Regions from separate parts of the Sus scrofa genome. Here regions 1 and 2 are each linked to region 3. The links are chromatin contacts, called in public HiChIP or PLAC-seq maps. All regions are on one chromosome and are shown on one strand. Each heading gives the region's core, a stretch centred on a gene start, on an enhancer-like site or on the middle of the called end of the contact. The rest is flanking DNA. Distances are from core to core; before and after follow the strand shown.

Region 1 (3,242 bases), core at 246-2,745, 140 kb after region 3:
TCACTGCCTATTGTTAATGTTTAAAAACGGATACTTTGGAGTTCCTGTTGTGGCTCAGAGGAAAAGAATCTGACTAGTATCCATGAGGACGCAGGTTCAATCCCTGGCCTTGATCAGTGGGTTAAGGATTTGGCATTGCCCTGAGCTGTGATGTAGCTCACAGATGTGGCTTGGATCTGGTGTTGCTGTGGCTGTGGTGTAGGCCGGTGGCTACAGCTCCCATTCGACCCCTAGCCTGGGAATCTCCATATGCCACAGGTGCAGCCCTAAAAAGACAAAAAATAAAATTAAAAAAAAAACCAGATACTTCATATATGTTGACCATCTTAATACTTGTTTATGGTGGGAGGGCAAATCTGGTACCAATTAATCCATTATAGTTGGGAGCAGAAGTTTGAAAGTTGTTTATAGCCTTAAGTGAAGATTTTATGGAGCTGCCATCGTGGCTTAGTGGTTAACGAATCCGACTAGGAACCATGAGGTTGCAGGTTTGATCTCTGGCCTCGCTCAGTGGGTTAAGGATCTGGTGTTGCCTTGAGCTGTGGTGTAGGTCACAGACGTGGCTTGGATCTGGTGTTGCTGTGGCTCTGGCATAAGTTGGCGGCTACAGCTCCAATTAGACCCCTAGCCTGGGAACCTCCATATGCCAAGGAAGCGGCCCTAGAAAAGACAAAAAGACCAAAAAAAAAAAAAAAAAAAGAAAGAAAGAAAAGATTTTATGACTAACTACAAATGTGTCTGATGGAAACAATGCAGTAGCAACTGAAGTCTTTCTCACTGGCCCCTTCCCTCATACACACACATATACACCCACCATCTGCAGATTCTGAGCTCTGATTACCACTGGGTATTCCAGTGTGGCTAAGCCCTTGTTTCTGATGGCCTTTTAAATATTTTCATTAATTGCCAGTAATGAAAAATTTTAGAAGACTAACATAAAAATCCACTGTTTCTACTTCTTTTTAAAAATGAAGATCTATGGAGTTCCTGTTGTGGTGCAGCGGAAACAAATCCGACTAGGAGCCATGAGGTTGTGGGTTCAATCCCTGGCCTCTCTCAGTGGGTTAAGGATCCGGCGTTGCCGTGAGCTGTGGTGTAGGTTGCAGACGCGGCTCAGATCCCGCGTTGCTGTGGCTGTGGTATAGGCCAGCAGCTACAGCTCCGATTTGACCCCTAGCCTAAACTCCAAATGCTGCAGTGTGGCCCTCAAAAGACCAAAAAATAAAAATAAAAATAAAAATGAAGATCTGGGGTGGCTCAGCGGGTTAAGAATCCAGCGTTGTCACTGCTGTGGCATGGGTTGGACCCCAGGTCAGGGAACTTCCTCATGGTGTGGCCAATAAAGTAAAATAAAATAAAATAGATCTGGAAGCACTAAATGAGCAGAGCAACAATAGCTTGGCACAGAGTCGTGCTTGCCTTCTCTGGAGAGGATATGTGTTTTTGTCTCCAGCCAGTACCATTTCACTCAGTTATGTTGTCTGCCTGATCCCTGTAGCTATTTATATATGTGATCCTGGCATGTGGGCAGATAATCTTACACATAAGTAGCGTGCCCACGATATCCAGTGTGATCCACCCCCATCACTGCCACATTCTCCATGAAATCTTTATTCCATGAATCACCCAGTTTTCCCAAGCTCCTTCTGGGGATGTAAATCTCCCATTAGAGAAAAGAAATAAAGGGACAGGGAGCAGAAGCATGGAGTGACGTTCAATTTGGCCAGTGTACCCTGGTCTTCATGCAGGTGGAAGTTCATCAATAAGCGGTCAGGGGCCAGCCATACTGTCTGCACCCATTCTGATTCCAAGATTAAGATGTGTTTATGCCTTTCAGCCAGCAAACCTCTCTCTTGCTTAAAAGCTTCTCAGATATTACTTTCCTGGAAATTCAATTTGGCCCTGCTCTGAATTTTATACCCATAGTTTTGCTTGAAACTCAAAGAAATGAAAAACCATAATTGTTTTGCTTATGCAATAGGGAAATGGTCTTTGTGTTTTATAATCAAAACATCGTTTTTCTTGAATTTATTGTGTGTATGTGTTTTGAGGGATAATCATATTAACCAACTTGTTTTGGATACTTACTGTGTACTAGGAACTCTGCTAAGCATTTTCTATGAAAGATGAAATTTTATCTTCAACAACAATCTCGTGAGGTAGGAAGGAATGTTCTCTTCTTCCTGCAGATGAGAAAGTGAGGCACAGAGAGGTTTTAAATACCTTGCCTGAGATCAAATGGCAAGTAAGTGGGGATGCTGGAATTTGAAATCTCTGAATTGAAAGTGAAACCTCTGAACCAGGTGCCCACCAGGTTGTGCCCTTTGACCCCCCGTGTGTAGTGGTTACCAGCAAGTGCACCCAAGCCCCTCCTGCAGTGCAGATTCCCCACCCACCACTCTAGCAAGCCCCTGGTTTGCACAATCCAGAGGGGTCTTTCATACCTAGCGTTATATTCAAGTACTCACTGTGCAAAAGGAACCCCTTAAAGTGCATGCCTCTTTTGTGTAGAAGTCAGCAAAACTCCAGAGCGAACCACAAAAGGTCACAATGAAATGTGCAAATCACGTAGGAAGTGAATTCCACCCATCACGCTCCACACTGACTTTACAGCTCATCCCCTTGCATTGACCTCATGGCTCAGAAAGCAGCGGGGACAGAGGGATAAAGAAAACATCTTTTAGCGTTCTCAGGGCCAAAAGGTCTAGAAAGCCTTGGCTGAGGAAACCAGGTAAATCCTGAGGGCAAATCCTGCATTCTTCTCATGCAGAGTCATGAAACGTGATATTGGGAAGGCCCCAGGGAGATATTTCTCTCCAGACCTCTTATTTTACAGACCGGGAAACTGAGGTTCAGAGATGAGGACTGACTCCCTGGCTACTAAGGAACAGTAGAAGCCAGCTCCCTGGCACAGTAGAAGCCAGCACCCAGGCCTTGTGGCTCCCCAGTGTGGTGCTCTCTGCACAGTATCAACAAACAGTGCCTCTGCTCCGCAGGACTGAAGGGTCGGCTCCGAAGGGGACTCGGCTCCATCTTCTGGCTGCAGGAGCAGAGGGAGAGCCCTGTATATGCAAAGAAGGAGCTGGCAGGGGAAGAACAGTGATGATTCAATCAAGAGCCAAAATACCAAGTTATTAAAAATAGAGCTAACTTTTCCCCTTCTATCGCCACCCAGACTTTCATAGACATTTCCAAGCTGTCTCCTGATAGCTGCGAAGTGAAAGGAAACAGAGGATATTGTT
Region 2 (2,983 bases), core at 306-2,805, 180 kb before region 3:
TTTTTTTTTTTTGGTCTTTTTTGCCATTTCTTGGGCTGCTCCTGCGGCATATGCAGGCTCCCAGGCTATGCCAGAGCCACAGCAATGCAGGATCCAAGCCGCGTTTGCAGCCTACCACAGCTCATGGCAACGCTGGATCCTTAACCCACTGAGCAAGGGTAGGAATCGAACCCACAACCTCATGCTTTCTAGTTGGATTCGTTAACCACTGTGCCATGACGGGAACTCCCACCTTTATCGCATTTGAAGGGCATCCTATTTCTATTTAAATATTACTTTCGTAATTAGGAAAAGGTGTTGATTTTATCAAATGTAGTGTCTTATGAAATTATCACATAGGTTAATTATTGTTGAATCAGTGAACACTCAGTGGATTATTTTTTTCCCTCCTTGGAAATCAATCTCTGTGATCTGCTGACTGGCTGTGCTAACAGTGGCAAATGTGTAAACGGTGACTTTATGAATTTGTACATATCAGAGCCAAACTCAGTACACAAGAAAGTGGGCCAGTGCTGAAGCCAGCCACCTGAGTTTCTCTCCTTGGGCACACTCTCTAAAGTTGGTGGCTTTGGAGAGTTTTTTTAAGGTAATGACAGTTGACATCACAGTTGTTACTACTCTGAAGAAAAGACATTAGAAGAGGCAGTGTGGAATAAAGTGAAGGAGTCGAGAACATGCCACCTCAATATATGATGCTTTGGCATATTAATTACTTTGCGTGAAAGGCACTTGAAAAACAGCAATTGCAAGAAAGGCACTCTGACATTCCTTTTTCTTCCTAAAAGTGGGAGATAACATTCCCCTGTAAAAGGTGCCCTCCCTGTACCAGGAGAAAGGAACATTCTTATCATCAGAGACAGGTTGTTGAGGCTGAGCGAAACCTATACCAACAGACATTATTAGACAAGCTCGTCTTCCTTTAGTCACCCCTTGTGTTAGAGTTACTTTTCCACAACTGCTGCTCTTTGTTCAACCTCGTATATTATATCTAGTCACTTCTTTGGGTCTTGTGAGGACCTTCATTTACATGAAAATAAAATATGTATTCTTTTCTCCTGTCAATCTGTCTTTGGTCAATATCAGCTGGAGATCACAGGGGCATAGAGGAAATTTTACCTCCCCTTCAATGGGAATGAAAAATCAATGGCCTGCTCGAGAAATGAGAAATGTGAAGTTAGAAGGTTGTCCCAGATGGTGCCTTTGTGTGTATGCTTCTCTCTCCAACTGAAGGTGCATACGCCCTTCTCCCTCCAGGCAAACAGCCCCCCTCATTGTATCCCCCACCCCACCGGCTCATACCCCCTCAAGCCTCTGGGCTTAGGACTGAGATGTCAGAAGGCTTGCAGTTTAAATGCCAAGCCCCAAAATATCCTCCGACATGTGGACAAATGAACTGCTAACATCAGTGTCTGTACCAGATTCTTACTGGCACTCTGGCCGCTTGTATGACCTTTCTAACACACATTTGAAAAAATGAGCAGTGCTTTCCTCTTCCCCTGGCAGCTCAGAATAGCTCTGTTTCCTTTCCTATAAACAAGTCATATCTCTGGGAATTTCTAAAGCCGAATATTGTCTGCTCAGAAGCCGTGACTCACACTCTTTCCTGGCAGTCCTGACAAACTCATGAACGCCTCTTGAGGAAAGAATCCCAGACAACAAGAGTGGTCACAGAAAGCCTCAGATTCCTTCATGTCAAACCCAGGAAGCTGAGAGACAAAGGAAAATACCAGCAAGAATCCCTGGCCACAGTCTCCCCCTCTTCTTGGCGAAGCTCACGTTCCTGGCTGTCAGAGCAGGAAGGGGAAACCCGCCTGGAAATTTGTCCCAATCTGGTTTTAGGTCATCAACCACGCAGCCCCCTGTGTTTGGGAATTTACCTAGATCAGCTTCCTCCGGATTCTGAGGGTAAAAGTTCTTGGGGGCGAGGTGGAGGAAGGGGGCAGTTTACAGGGAAATTACCAGGAGGTCTCACTTACGTCAGGTGGTGGGGCTTCCTAGCTGCTTTTAGCAGGAATTCTGTGGCCAAAAAAAAAAAAAAAAAAAAAAAATCTTTCTGTGAATTTTCTACCCTCCTCCACTAGTGATCCTGTCTCTCCAATTCTTTTGTCCCAATTTAGTGCCACATCATTTTCCTTATACTTGCTAAATTGTCAAAAAACAGAGGAAAAAATGTTTATTTGGCTTTTCCCATCTCAACAGCATAAAAATCTGCATATGTGTTTGTGTGTGTCTCTATGTGTGTGCATATGTGTGAGAGGTACATATGTAAACACAGAACTCCTTTATAAAACCCTTAGATTTTCTAGCCAATGGGAATGATAAAGGTGCCTTTAAAAATTTTTTTTTCTTAAATTAAAGGTTGATTTACAATGCTGTGCCAATTTATTCTGTATAGAATAGTGACCCAGTCATACACACACACACACACACACACATACATACCTTTTAGAGGTGACTTTGTTCTATTAGTGAGGTGACTTTTGAACCACACCTAAGGATGGAATCTGGTTGCCAGTGGAATTAACTGTGTGTTTAGAGGGTTAGAACTTTCAGCCCCTCTCTCCTGACTCCCCACCTCCATGGAGGGGAAAAGAGCTGGAGATTAAGTTCAATCACCAATGGCTAACGACTTAATTACTCACGTCTATGTAATAATGCCACCGTAAAACCCTCAAAAGATGGGAATGGGATGCCCGGAGATTCAAGGAGTTGTGGTTATGGAAGCCATGGAATTCCGCACCCTTTCCTCATACCTTGCCCTGTGCATCACTTCCATCTGGCTGTTTCTGAGTTATAGCCTTTTATAACAAACTGGTAATCTAAGTAAGTAAAATCTTCCTCCGAGTTCTGTGAACCACTCTAGCAAATTCATCAAAGTGAAAGAGGGGGTCATTGGAACTGCCAATCGATTGCATGTCAGTTGGAAGTTCAGGTGACAACTTGGACTTAGATTGGTGTCTGAAGCTGGGGGTGGGAGCCCCTC
Region 3 (3,161 bases), core at 185-2,684:
AACACATAAGGTTGTATTTGTCTGATGCTGGCTTGGTATGTGGCTAAAGGAAAAAAGCAAAAAACAAAACCTTTCTGGGAAGAAGGATGCTTCTTTAACAGCAAGTGAATTGAACTGATGTATATATGATTTGCAACAGGGGATGCTTAACCTTCAACCTAGAATCAAATGCCAGACTCAGATGCTGAAGACAACAGCGACATTACAGAGATGAGAGTTTTGCCTGATAAGCATGATTAGAGGAAGGATTTGGGGATTAAGATGTATCTGAAGACTTACTTTGTTTACCTCTAACATCTGCCAATTTTCAGCCTTGCAGTGACAGTTACTGGCATTGCTGAGGGACAGTGGAGGATATAGGAGAAACCAAAGTATATCTTCATATGAGGAGAAAAATAAAAGGAGCCCTGTTCATCGGGTGGGCATGAGATTTGTGGGTGACAGTGACTTGGTGATAGAGGCAGTTGAATTGGGTCATGTGACCTATGAGAGGGAAGGAATGACCCAGCTGGTTGGGAGTCCTAAGCAAAGCAGAAAGAACTCAAGGATAGGATTGGTGGTTTCATTTCCATGCAAGCAGAACAAAACCTCTGTATTTTCTTCCAGTGAAAAACACTTGAAAATGTTCGTTTTGGTACTTGTAGGTGACCCAGGAAAACAAGGGGAAAATTAGCATCTATGTGACTCGGGATGAAAGCCTCCCACATTCGTGTGATGTTTTTGAAACTGCTGCCTTGGGTCAGCCCCTGGCATGACTTTTTGGAAGTCTGCAGCAAACAATTACTCTTTGTCATTCAGACCTTGCTGGGTTTAGCTGTACTTTCTTCCACTATGACAACTCCTTGACCAAGGGCAAGATTTTTAGGTGTGTGTGTGTTTGGAGGGGTGCTGTATCAACACTGGGTTCATATGTTGAGCTCACGCGCATTTGCCTCCCGAGAGTTAAGACTTTAATGAAGCATCCTTTCCCTAGGAGCCAGCCTGCTTCCCTACCGTCTTCCTTCCCCACCAAGACAGAGAGTGAAGCCTTCTCTTATGATATTGCAGAGTTAATAATGCTGTTCTATTGATTTTGTGAGCCTCTCAGTCACAGGGGAATGTGTGGGGGATGGGTCCATGCTTGCAGTGAGCTTCCTCCAGCTCTCTTTCCAGCCCTGGAGCTTTTGTTTTGAATCTGGAAGCTTCCAACCAGAGCTGGATTTCCAAAGGTCAAATGTGCCTGCACATTTTGTCCTTAATGAGTTAGCTCTGCCCTGGAGCCTTCACTGAACTTGCCAACGTTCAACCTGAGTGGTAGCAGCAGCAGCTTCACAACCAGATCCAGTTGCTTGACACTCCACCCTTGAGAAGTGCCAAAAGGAGCTGCTGAGGGTTATTGGCCAGGAGAGTGTGGTCATAAATGCATGTCTACAGGAATGGGTGAGGTTTCCTCTTTGCTTAGAAAGCCAGAAAAACAGCAACAGAAAGGGGATACAAAGGAGAAAAACATACTCAGGCGCTGAAGCTTTGGTCCCCTCACCAACAAAACTTTTGATGGTTTTTAATGAAGAATTTATCAGTTTTTTTTAAAGAAGATATATATTTTTTAATGATCTATTTTCTTCCTCTTGTTTTTTCTTCTTTTCTTCCAAATTTTCTTGTTTTCTTCCCCCTCTTACTTTAAACTTGGCATACATAGGTCAGCTGATATCTGAGAAACTGATGCTTCTTTTATTTGATAATGGGAATTTCTTAGTTCTGTTGATCTTTTTGCCTTGGCTACCAGGAAACTTAGGGCTGAATTTAAGTCTGTGCTTGATCCAGTAGCATTATTTTTTAGCTAAGATTTCTGTCTTCTCATTTTATGTGCCTTATGTGTTTCTGTTCTCATTTTATGTGTTATGTGTCTTAAATTATAATTATGTGTGTATAAATTTGAAATGGAAAATGCTTCAGATGGTTTTGTGAAACATTTGGGTTCAGGAATGTTACTTGGTAGCATTAATAGGACTATTGATCCTCCCTAGTATCTTCTGAGCTCTTAATCTTTCCCTGACTTATCACTGAGGATCTAGAGAAATAGCCAACTGCTGTTTAGTACGTACACTGGTAAAGCTAAGCAATATCATTGTCAGCCAAAAAAATGTTTGGCACTTTCTAAGCCCTGGGGATGCATTTTTGCTGCCACATTATAGATACCCAATATATCAGATCCCCTACTGCCCATCCTTTTCCAAGCACACAATGGGGTTTGCATGTATCTACATCATTGCTCATGTTATATGTCTTTCTAGAATGTCATTGTTCCCTTTCTCTGCTTGTCAAAAGCTTACTCATTTTTCAAGGTCCAGCTCATATGCGACTTCTTCACATGGCCTCACTGACCTTCTAAGAGAGTGAGTTGGTCTATTTGCCGTGTTGCCATAACATCTTGCGTGCCCAAGTTGTTAGTCACACTTATACCCTGTTCTCTTTAATTGCATCTGTTTCTATCCCTTTTTGTCCCTACTATACCCTGGGCATCTTGTAGGCAGGTATTGAGCCCTTGGTTTCCCTGAAATCTCTAGCACAGTGTCTGATATAAAGTAGAGGTTCAGGCAATAATTGTTAAATTAACTTAAAAGAAGTACAAGACACGACACCTGCCCCTGAAAGGCCAGCAGAGTTCAAGTGGGGTGTAACCTGCGTATCCTCGCAGAGTTTTTCTCCTTGGCCATTATTCTGCTAGACAAAGGCTACCAGTCTGATCCAGTCACCCCTGAGAAGAGCCCATGATAAGTAATAGTGGCTCCTACTCAAGATTTTTTAAGAAATTCATTTAAGATTTATTGAGCAGCTGCTGATGATACCAAGCACTATGTTTAACCCAAGGGAAGTTTAAAACTTGGTGTTAGACCTCTCCAGGCACTTGTAGATTGGTCAGCACATACCCTCTCCTGCTTGACATTTCATGGTAACATCTCTGTAGCTTTCCCTTTCTTGCGTCAAGATTCTTCCTGAGCACAGGGCTTCCAGCTGCGTGGTGCCGGGCAAGAGTAGCTAAGCAGAGGATAAATGAAAGTGCTGCTCCTTTGTGATTTCCTCCAGCTCTCCTCAGATAAGGTATTTCATAGGAAAACTCTGTGAGAAGTGTTTACCACAGTGCCCACCCGTCCCTACTGTCGTATTCTTTTCATTACTGT

The links. HiChIP or PLAC-seq counts read pairs in DNA pulled down with a chosen protein or histone mark.
Region 1: an H3K27ac HiChIP or PLAC-seq map of skeletal muscle shows a contact between it and region 3. The contact joins two enhancer-like sites. A contact is called at or near these places in 3 of 47 Hi-C or Micro-C datasets (embryonic fibroblasts and heart right ventricle) and 1 of 2 datasets of contacts at active chromatin or transcription factors (skeletal muscle).
Region 2: an H3K27ac HiChIP or PLAC-seq map of skeletal muscle shows a contact between it and region 3. The contact joins two enhancer-like sites. A contact is called at or near these places in 2 of 2 datasets of contacts at active chromatin or transcription factors (alveolar macrophages and skeletal muscle).

The regions. Positions count from the first base shown.
Region 1 is chr15:110,218,419-110,221,660 of Sscrofa11.1, reverse strand. No RefSeq gene overlaps it. Among named protein-coding and RNA genes, the nearest start is that of CPO, 55 kb to the right of the region's middle. Within about 2 kb of position 1,495, at least 5 of the 83 cell types and tissues checked have an H3K27ac peak or open chromatin away from gene starts, as enhancers often do. A contact at or near this core is called in skeletal muscle, where this site is marked.
Region 2 is chr15:110,536,128-110,539,110 of Sscrofa11.1, reverse strand. No RefSeq gene overlaps it. Among named protein-coding and RNA genes, the nearest start is that of KLF7, 160 kb to the right of the region's middle. Within about 2 kb of position 1,555, at least 38 of the 83 cell types and tissues checked have an H3K27ac peak or open chromatin away from gene starts, as enhancers often do. A contact at or near this core is called in skeletal muscle, where this site is marked.
Region 3 is chr15:110,356,319-110,359,479 of Sscrofa11.1, reverse strand. All of the region lies in intron 1 of KLF7 (Kruppel like factor 7), which reads left to right. Among named protein-coding and RNA genes, the nearest start is that of KLF7, 21 kb to the left of the region's middle. Within about 2 kb of position 1,434, at least 19 of the 83 cell types and tissues checked have an H3K27ac peak or open chromatin away from gene starts, as enhancers often do. A contact at or near this core is called in skeletal muscle, where this site is marked.